Regions from separate parts of the Mus musculus genome. Here all the other regions are linked to region 3. A link is a contact called in public Hi-C data. All regions are on one chromosome and are shown on one strand. Each heading gives the region's core, a stretch centred on a gene start, on an enhancer-like site or on the middle of the called end of the contact. The rest is flanking DNA. Distances are from core to core; before and after follow the strand shown. Region 1 holds the start of Hmcn2 (hemicentin 2). Region 2 overlaps Ncs1 (neuronal calcium sensor 1). Region 3 holds the start of Ass1 (argininosuccinate synthetase 1).

Region 1 (2,700 bases), core at 162-2,661, 160 kb before region 3:
GCTCCCGTGTGTTCCAGGCTCTGGGTCTCCATTGTCTCAGAGCTCAATTGCAGTGGAAGGTCACACACCCAGGCACAGTCCCAGTGATACAGTTTAGTCAGAACTAGGATGAGGACACACAGGGTTGTGGATGCAGAACAGAGTGGTCCCAGCAGCCTCAAAGATGGAGGAACTGAGGCTGGTCCAAAGGAGAAGAGACAGTGTGGAGTGGCTTTGCTCCTGGCTGAGGTGTTTACAGAGGAAGGGTCAAGAGAGTGTCGCCTCTATAGCCCAGAGCTCTCAGCTATGTCCAGGGTTTCTCTGACTTCACCCAGGGTGTTGTACACAGAAAAGACCCTAAGAAATCAAACATGCTTGCCAAAGCTGCCCCCTCCAGTCAAGCAACATCTAATGAGTCACCACCCTGTGGTGGGGTGGACGCTAAGGCACACTCTTCACTCCAAGGGGCTCTTGGTCTGTAAGGACAGAAACCACTGGGAGTGTACCGCCTGGGAGAGTGAAGGGCTGCAACAGAATGGAGGGAAACACCTCTGGCCAGCCCAATGGTGAATGGAGCATTCTGCCCAGCCAATGATGAGTACCCCAACAGCCCAATGGCAGAGAGAGAGCACCCCCAACCTGATTGTGCAGAGGACATCCTCATTTGGCCCACTGGCAGAGGCAGCACCTCCCACCCAGCTGGCAGAGGAACCATCAAAGGATGGTTGAACCCAGCCCAGGCAGCCCCTAACAGGTGCCGCAGCCACTTCATATGCAATCCATGAGTCCGCTTGGACAGGTGACCAGAGGAGTGTGTGCCCAATCCTGTGGAGTCCCCATATGACCTGTAATGATGTCTTACAATACTCAGGGGAGACGGAAGAGCCTGAGGGACTTGGGGTCCTTCTATATTTGGCTTCAGATGCTGCCTACACCATTCAGTAATGGGCTCATCGCCGAGTCTTGCATCAAATACGTTTGGTCTTAGTATCTTCCCCAAGGATTACCGTAAGTTTCCAGACTTTATCTGTGGGATGCCGAGGCCATAGTGAACGCCAGGCTTAGGTTTGTTGATTTTGACAAGAATAATTACAATATTGGGGAGGCTCAGAACCACTGATAGAGGTAGCAGTGAGTGCAAAGCCTGTCTGAGCCAGGCTTGGATTGCTCCTGTGGCCTCTCCGCCCCCGCAGAAGGGCTTGCAGGTGTCCGCGGATTCCCGCACCCTCATCCCTCGCCCTTGGCCGTGGCCCCACCTCCCTCCTGCCTTCTGCCTTGCGTCCTCCTCTAACCTCGGGGCTGGACCAGAGAGCCGAGGGGCTGGGAAAGTTTGAGTCACGCCGCGGGGCGCGGGGGAGGGGTGCGAGAGGCGGGGTGGGCATTAGGGACCGCCTCGGGCTCCCACCAGGGGAACCCCGCCGCGCCCCTGTCCGGTGAACCCGCTAGAGCGAGACTGCACTGCCATCTCTCACTGCGACCTGCGGGTCCCATCAGGGCTGCAGCCTCCGGCTCACCATGACGCCTGGGGCGCAGCTCCTGCCGCTGCTCGTGGCGATCTCTACAGCAGTGGCGGCGGTGGTCACGTCTGACGCGCCCACGAAGACGCTGTCCCCCGCCACAGGAGACGCCACCCTAGCCTTCGTCTTCGATGTCACCGGCTCCATGTGGGATGACCTGATGCAGGTGATCGACGGCGCCTCGCGCATTCTGGAGCGCAGCCTGAGCAGCCGCAGCCGGGTCATCGCCAACTATGCGCTGGTGCCTTTCCACGACCCAGGTAGAGCCCCTCGCCGGCCGTTCTCAAGGTCTCCCCACCGCGCGGCTCTCGAGGTTCCCTCCTTCCCCCCAAGTCCTCGAGGTGTCATGCTTTGGTGTCCTGTCCTCTCCACCCCTCACCCCTGCTGCTCGTCCAGCCTTGCCTGGCGCACAGCAATAAGCAGAACCTTAGCATCTTCTGGCACATTTCCCTTGCCTGGCCACGCCCTCTCCTGCATCCCCAGGTTGGCACTGAGGTTACAAATTTCTAGCAGGCGACCAAAAGCTTCTGAGTCTCACCCTCTCCATTTGTGAAGTGGGAACATGTGTGGGGATGTTGGCAGTAGGTGCCAGGAACCTGTGAGGTTTTTGGTTCTCGATTTTATTTTGCCTGCCTGCCCTTTCTTCCTCCTTCCCTCTCTCTCCCCTTTCTCCTCCTTTCCTTCCCCTTTGTGAGGCAGATCTCCTGTAGCTCAGGCTGGTCTCCCAGTGTTCTGTGTAGTGGAGAATGACTCTGAACTTCTGATCCTCCGGCCTCAGCTTCTAGAGCGCTGGGATCGCAGACCTGCACTAACATAGCCCCTTTATCCGGTGCTGGGGATTGAACCTGGGGCCCATGCACACTAGGCAAGCTCTGTGCCGACTGCCTGTAAGATTTTAGGTGCTGTTTGTTTGTTTGTTTGTTTGTTTGTTTGTTTTAGAGTCCTCTCCCAGCTTGCATGTGAGAAGCCAGGACATGGCTTTCAGGGGGAACTGCAGCCCTTTGTGGAACCCCTGGCTGATAGTAACAGCCTGTTGCCGGTTCCCTTTTGCCTGCCTACTTCAGCAGAGTGAAATTTCCCAGCAAAGCATGGCTCCCTGACACCTGCTGATTCCCCGCTCCCCCCCCCCCCCCCGCAGTCACCCTGTTAGCTCAGGGTTGAATATGCTCCCCGAAGCCTCACCACCAAAAGTCCCCTGCACCCC
Region 2 (2,700 bases), core at 16-2,515, 180 kb before region 3:
TAAGCTCACAGTTCTTGCTTCTAGTTTGTGTAACCTCTCTGCCCACCATTGAGAGGGGGAAATTGGTTCCCGGATTTTTCTTCTGCTCTGACTCTCCTGTAATCTCCAGCATACTTCTGGGAGACCAAAATCTTCCTTGCTAATGACCTGTGGATGAGCAGCTGTCCCCTGGAGGATTGATGTCCCCCATCAATAGGTGGCTTTGGCTGCCTGTCCATCCCTGTGGTGGGAATGCTTAGCTAGTCCATGCACACTCCCTCTTCCTGGGTAGACCCTTTGCTCATGCTGTGCCCATTGCTAGCCCACCAGATCCCACAGGGAAATTTTCTTTGAGACCTCTTTGGGTCATCTTCCTGCTTGATCCCTGACATGTCCTAGAGAGTAGATGTGGTGTCATAGGTTGAGAGGCCCTCTCTCTGGTCTCTGGAGACTCAGCTGTCCCTCTGTCAGTGGACATTTTTGGTGGCATCAAGACCCAGTGATTCCAAGCTGAGGAGAGGCTCCTCAGCTAAGGTGTTCACTTTTTTCTGTGGGTCCAGGCTTCCTCTCAGGATCTCGGCTTTTTGGTTTGTAGCCTTCAGTGTGGCTTTTGGTCTTCACAGTTTATGTCCTTGGGTCCAAGCCTCGGACTTTGAGACAGCCCTGGGCTGCCTTTTCCTGGCAGGGTGTGGGACACTGTTTTTGTTCAAGGACGCGTGCTGACTGATGTCTGTCTCTCTTTCACCAGCAGTTAGCTGAGGCACACAGCACGCCCAGAATCTGAGGCCAGGCCTCTTCTGTGCAGCCTGAGGACCTCTCCAAGTTCATTTCCACAGAGGCCCCACCCCATCTGATGCTGCTTTCTTTAGGGGTGTGGTCCAGCCAGTGAGGCCAGGCCCCTGGTACCTCGGCAGACCCTCCTTTCTAGGGCCAGGAATGCTGTGACCCCCTCTTCCCAGCATCTGCTGCCCACCTTGTGTCGACGGTGACTTGGGAGCCTATCACGACTTTTCAGTATCTAGCCAGGTTTAAAATAACAAGGCAAATGTATGCAGCATTGACATCTCTTTCTTTAAATGGTCTACAGTTTGACAGGCCATTTCCTAGGAAGCTGTGTTTCCTTTGCACTTTGGGGGACCTTGTCTCTTCTAGGAGATAGTGGGGTGTGCAGTCCCTGGGGATCCCTGGCATCTCTCCTGAGAAAGCCCCCACTGCTGGCCAAGCAGAAAGCCTCCAAGATTCTTTCCAGTGTGTTTCTGCATTTACATGATCTAAAGATGCATGGGGACGCCCCCTGGTGGTGATGAGCCGCAGTGGCACCCGGGGATGCAGTGGTCCAGCCAGAGGTGAGGCTAGAGGTGGGAAGGCCAAGGTGGGGGCTGTGATTTCCGAGGTCCTGGGCCCCCAGCCCTACATATCTGGCAGCATGCCTCCCACCCACACCTCTGCTAGGTCAGCTGGGACTGGCAAGGTAGTTGGCATAAGGGCACAGTGGGAAGCTTTGCCCTCCCAACTTTAATTTTTTAAAAAAATATCTGCAGAATAAATCCAATGGTTAATTTTTGAATGAATAAAAGGCTTTTGTTGAATAAACAGTTGGTCCCATCTTCTGTGTTGGCATTAGGTTCAGGTTTTGTCTGCTTCCTAGGGTGGGGGCCCCACCCAACACCCTTTACCTCTGCATTCCCGGACCAAGTCTCCAGATTCCTTCAGGACGTTGGAGGAGTCACGTTACTCATTGGATCTGTTTCTCCATGCCTCAGAAAGAGGTCAGCCACCTTGCAGGGGTGACAGGCCAGCGTTGTGTGGGTTGGTGCTCCTAGGGGTTCCTACAGCTCCCGACGGATTTTTAGGTGACTTAAAAACCAAATCTAGAGAAGGTGATGTTTTCACTCTGGTTGTTTGCATCCTTCCCTGCTTGTGTTCCCAGCACCCTCGGTGTCTCTTTTTGGGGTGCCGTCCTGTCTATGTCTTGGGGGACATAGGGAGGCCCTCGCCTGGTGGTGCAGGCCAAGGGTGATAGGCTTTGTCGCATGTCCGGGTCTCCTCCCTGCTCCCGATGTATGTCGTCTGTGTCTGGCCGATTAAACATGCTTCCTGGACCTCCCCACCTCCCTGTGTGAGCCTGGTGCTTTGTCTGTTTCTGTGTTTCTGTCTGCTTTAGATTTCTTTCTCCCAGGACAGTCTTGCTCTCGCTTTGGGTGTGGTCTGCTCAGGATACCCCAGAGAAAGCCCATGCAAGGTATCAACTCAGTTTGCTGGGTTAAGAGTCCAGTGGTGATGGGGTTGGAGAGAGCACTGATCTATCTTCTGTCATTCCTGAGTCAATTCCCAGCAACCACATGGTGGCTCACAACCATCTGTAATGGCATCTGACGCCCTCTTCTGGTGTGTCTGAAGACAGTGACAGTGTACTCACATATATAAATAAGTAAATTAAAAAAATAAAAGGGTGCCCTGGTGACCAGGGAGCAGCAGGTGAGCAGGTCACAGGTTCACCCTGTAGCACCCCCTCCTGCATACCCCATCTGCTGGGGTCACCTAGGGGCCACACTGCTGTATATGGGTGGATACATACATACATTCGCCTGAGGCCTGTTGGTCTGAAAGTCAGAGGTCAGAACCTTGTATCTCCTCCTCCCAACAGGGCTAGTCTCCACCCACCTCCCCTCCAGCTGTACCTTCTCCCCATAGTCTCAAACCAGTTAGGTTCTCAGCAGC
Region 3 (2,700 bases), core at 194-2,693:
CGTGATTCCTGCCTGAACCAGTTCAGTTCAAACCTGAGTTAGAGCAGAGGCTTTTGGGCTTCGGGGCCCAAATTCTGCTATGCTCTGGGCATGCTGTGTGGCCTTGGGAAAGATGCACCCTCTCTCTGTGCATATATTTCATAAAGGTAAGATGGAAAGCTTCTGGGCCAGCCCTAAGAAGCCGAGTCAGCAAATGGGGACCAATGGCCTCAAAGTGGCTCAAAAGTTGCTGGCATGTTCTTTTCATTGACCTCACTAGTCTCCTGTCTGTGAGGAAGGTCCAGAGCTGGTCCAGTGACGCCCGAAGGTCAGCTGTTCTAGTGTCACTTAGCAGAGAGATGCCTCAGGCTGTCCCCTGGACGTCCGTCCCCACCTGGCTCTCTGGAGTTTCTAACCAGCATGGGCTACGTTTAGCTTGGAGGACAGGGCCAGGAGCACAAAAGAATCCTGCAGCTAAAGTTTGTAAATGTGTCTGGCACCTTCTCCCTCCTAGAAGCCCCCACAGCTGCTGTTTCTGACCTTGAACAAAAATCAGGAGACCGAGTAAGGGGCTTGGCTGGACCCCAGAGGGCACCCAGAGTCTCAGGGCAAGGCAGTAGTAAGGAAAGCTGGGTAAAACATGGGCATGGAGCCGTCTGAGGCTTGGAATCTAGGCCTGCCTGGGGGATATGATCTTGCCGTAATCCTGGGTGTTGAGGTTCACTGGGGCAGGGGCTGTCCTGTGTGTTGCAGGGCTCAGGCCAGGCTGGGAAGCCTCTGGCACGGCTTTCTGGCTCATGTGGGCCACAACCCCCGGGTTCACTTTACAAGCCAGCAGCTTCACCTCTGTGAACCTCAACCTTCCCCATCTTCTGATGGCTCAGCAGACAGCCAGGCTTTGATTCACCATTTACTGGGAGCCCACGGCGATCTGGGCAGGTGCCAGGCCAGGACGTTAAAATGGCATCCCCAGCCATCCTTGGCCAACTCGTTTGCATTTTCTTGTGAACCCTTAGCTCTGGCTTGTGGGCTAGCATCAGGGAAAGCAAGAGCCTCTGAGGGGCAGATGCTTCAGTCTTTAAATCGAGTGGGGCTACACAGCCTCTGAACCTAAGCAATTTGCATCTTCACTCCCGCCTTGCAGCGCTTTCAAGGGTTCTTGCAAGACAGCTGCGATCAGCCTTGCTAGTCACGCGGGTTCCAACCTCTGCCGCCCTCCCAGGCGCCACCAGCGGGTCAGGATCAGGGGACCTAAATTGCAAGAGCCCACGCCCGTGCGCCCCCGGGAGGTGGTGCGGGCGCCAAGGGAAGAGGGAGGGGCCAGCGGGAGAGAGCGCGGGGCCACGCCCACCCGCAGGTGGCCTCGAGCCCTGAGAGGCTCGGAGCGGGGGCCGGGCCCGAGGGCGGGGCCTTTCTCGCGCCCGTCCCCACGTGTCCCAGGTTCCTGCCCCCCCCAGGCCCTGTGCTTATAACCCTGGATGCGCGCCTCTCTCAGCCCTGCTCCGCCGTCTGCCACTGCCGCCTGGGCTCACTGGTAAGAAGTTCCGGGCCCTTCTTGGTCCCCACTCTCTATCCAGGGTCTCATGACCAAGGAATCCCAGAGGGAGCGAGCAGCTGCAGGGGGTGGGCTCAGGGCAGCCCCCGAGTGACCGCGCAGTTAGTGGAAGGAAGGAGGCTGATGTCCGGGGCGCTGTGACGCACACGTTCCTCCTGCCTAGGGAACCCATGTAGGAGAACGGGTCCCAAGGTCTCCGGAGCAGGAGGACTATGGAGGTCCCCCTCTGGTTTTTCACGATCCTCTGTGTGCTGCGAAGGCTCCAAGTAGAGTCCCGGAGAGTCCAGAGGGTTGGGGGCTTCCGAATCCCTCTCCCTGGATCAGATTCGCCGATCTATGTTCAGGCTTGTTTCTCAAAGTAAGCAAAAGGTCCAGCCCCTCTTTGCCCTTAGGGGCTTGGGCGTGTGCCTTTCTCCTGAGTGTGACAGTACCCTGCTCTGGTGGACACGCGAACCCTGCCTACCCGTCCCGGGTCCTTCCTAGGCTGTGACTGGTTTCTCTTCTCCGTAGGGTGCAATGCCAGGCTCAGTCTGGGTGGGGCTTCTAGACAGGTTTCCTGCTAGCTGGCTGGCTCTTTGGGAGGAGCCCCTTCGCAGGAAATGTCTGTTTCTGGCTTGTTAACGGCTTGGGCCCTTCTCTGGAAGGCAGGCTAACCGAGAAATCGAGGGAAATCTTCTCCAGGAGAACTAACCGCGCTCTCAGTATTCCCCTCTGTGAAGTGGGTCTGTCAGGCTGTCTGCAAGTGCAGCTGGCAGGAGCAGACCTGCCCTTTCCCCAGGGGTAGAGTAGGAAAACCCTTCCTTTGATCCCTCGCTTTGCGGCTCCTCCACCTGGCAGGTGACCCCTGACGTCAGCCTCCCAGCTCCAGGGCTGCCAGCCTTGTGCCTGGACTCAGAACTCTTGCTGTCCAAGAGTTCAAGTTCAGTGAGCTGTTTTGAGAACTGTGGCCAGGGTCTGCCCACTTGCTCACTGGGTCTGGGATGAAGACCTGAAAAGACAGGGTCCCGTCCCCCCCCCCCCCCCGCAACCCTCCCCAGCCACCTACTCCCCCACTCCTCCACCCCCTCCCCCGCCCCAGACAAGGCTTTCAGAAGGAAGAAGACAGTGGAGAAACCTAAGAGCTGGGCTGGGCAGAGACTGGAATAGCCTCCATTTCAAACTCCCCC

What was found. Hi-C and Micro-C count contacts between places; a contact is called where the count stands out from the background.
Region 1: a contact with region 3 is called in a Hi-C map of embryonic stem cells, with 1.8 times the contacts expected there. The contact joins the promoter of Hmcn2 here to the promoter of Ass1 in region 3. A contact is called at or near these places in 7 of 39 promoter capture datasets (the 3T3-L1 cell line, 3T3-L1-derived adipocytes, embryonic stem cells and 3 more), 6 of 484 Hi-C or Micro-C datasets (Th1 cells and embryonic stem cells) and 3 of 115 datasets of contacts at active chromatin or transcription factors (all in embryonic stem cells).
Region 2: a contact with region 3 is called in a Hi-C map of cortical neurons, with 2.9 times the contacts expected there. The contact joins the enhancer-like site here to the promoter of Ass1 in region 3. A contact is called at or near these places in 6 of 39 promoter capture datasets (the 3T3-L1 cell line, 3T3-L1-derived adipocytes, embryonic stem cells and 2 more), 11 of 484 Hi-C or Micro-C datasets (B cells, Th1 cells, cortical neurons and 2 more) and 3 of 115 datasets of contacts at active chromatin or transcription factors (all in embryonic stem cells).

The regions. Positions count from the first base shown.
Region 1 is chr2:31,312,921-31,315,620 of GRCm38.p6, forward strand. Hmcn2 (hemicentin 2) reads left to right here and starts at 1,412. Exons shown (of 98, transcript NM_001370902.1): 1 at 1,412-1,756. The coding sequence starts at 1,495.
Region 2 is chr2:31,293,901-31,296,600 of GRCm38.p6, forward strand. It overlaps Ncs1 (neuronal calcium sensor 1), which reads left to right. Exons shown (of 8, transcript NM_019681.3): 8 at 1-1,572. Among named protein-coding and RNA genes, the nearest start is that of Hmcn2, 19 kb to the right of the region's middle. Within about 2 kb of position 1,266, at least 2 of the 459 cell types and tissues checked have an H3K27ac peak or open chromatin away from gene starts, as enhancers often do. A contact at or near this core is called in cortical neurons, where this site is marked.
Region 3 is chr2:31,468,827-31,471,526 of GRCm38.p6, forward strand. It overlaps Ass1 (argininosuccinate synthetase 1), which reads left to right and starts at 1,444. Exons shown (of 16, transcript NM_007494.3): 1 at 1,444-1,513.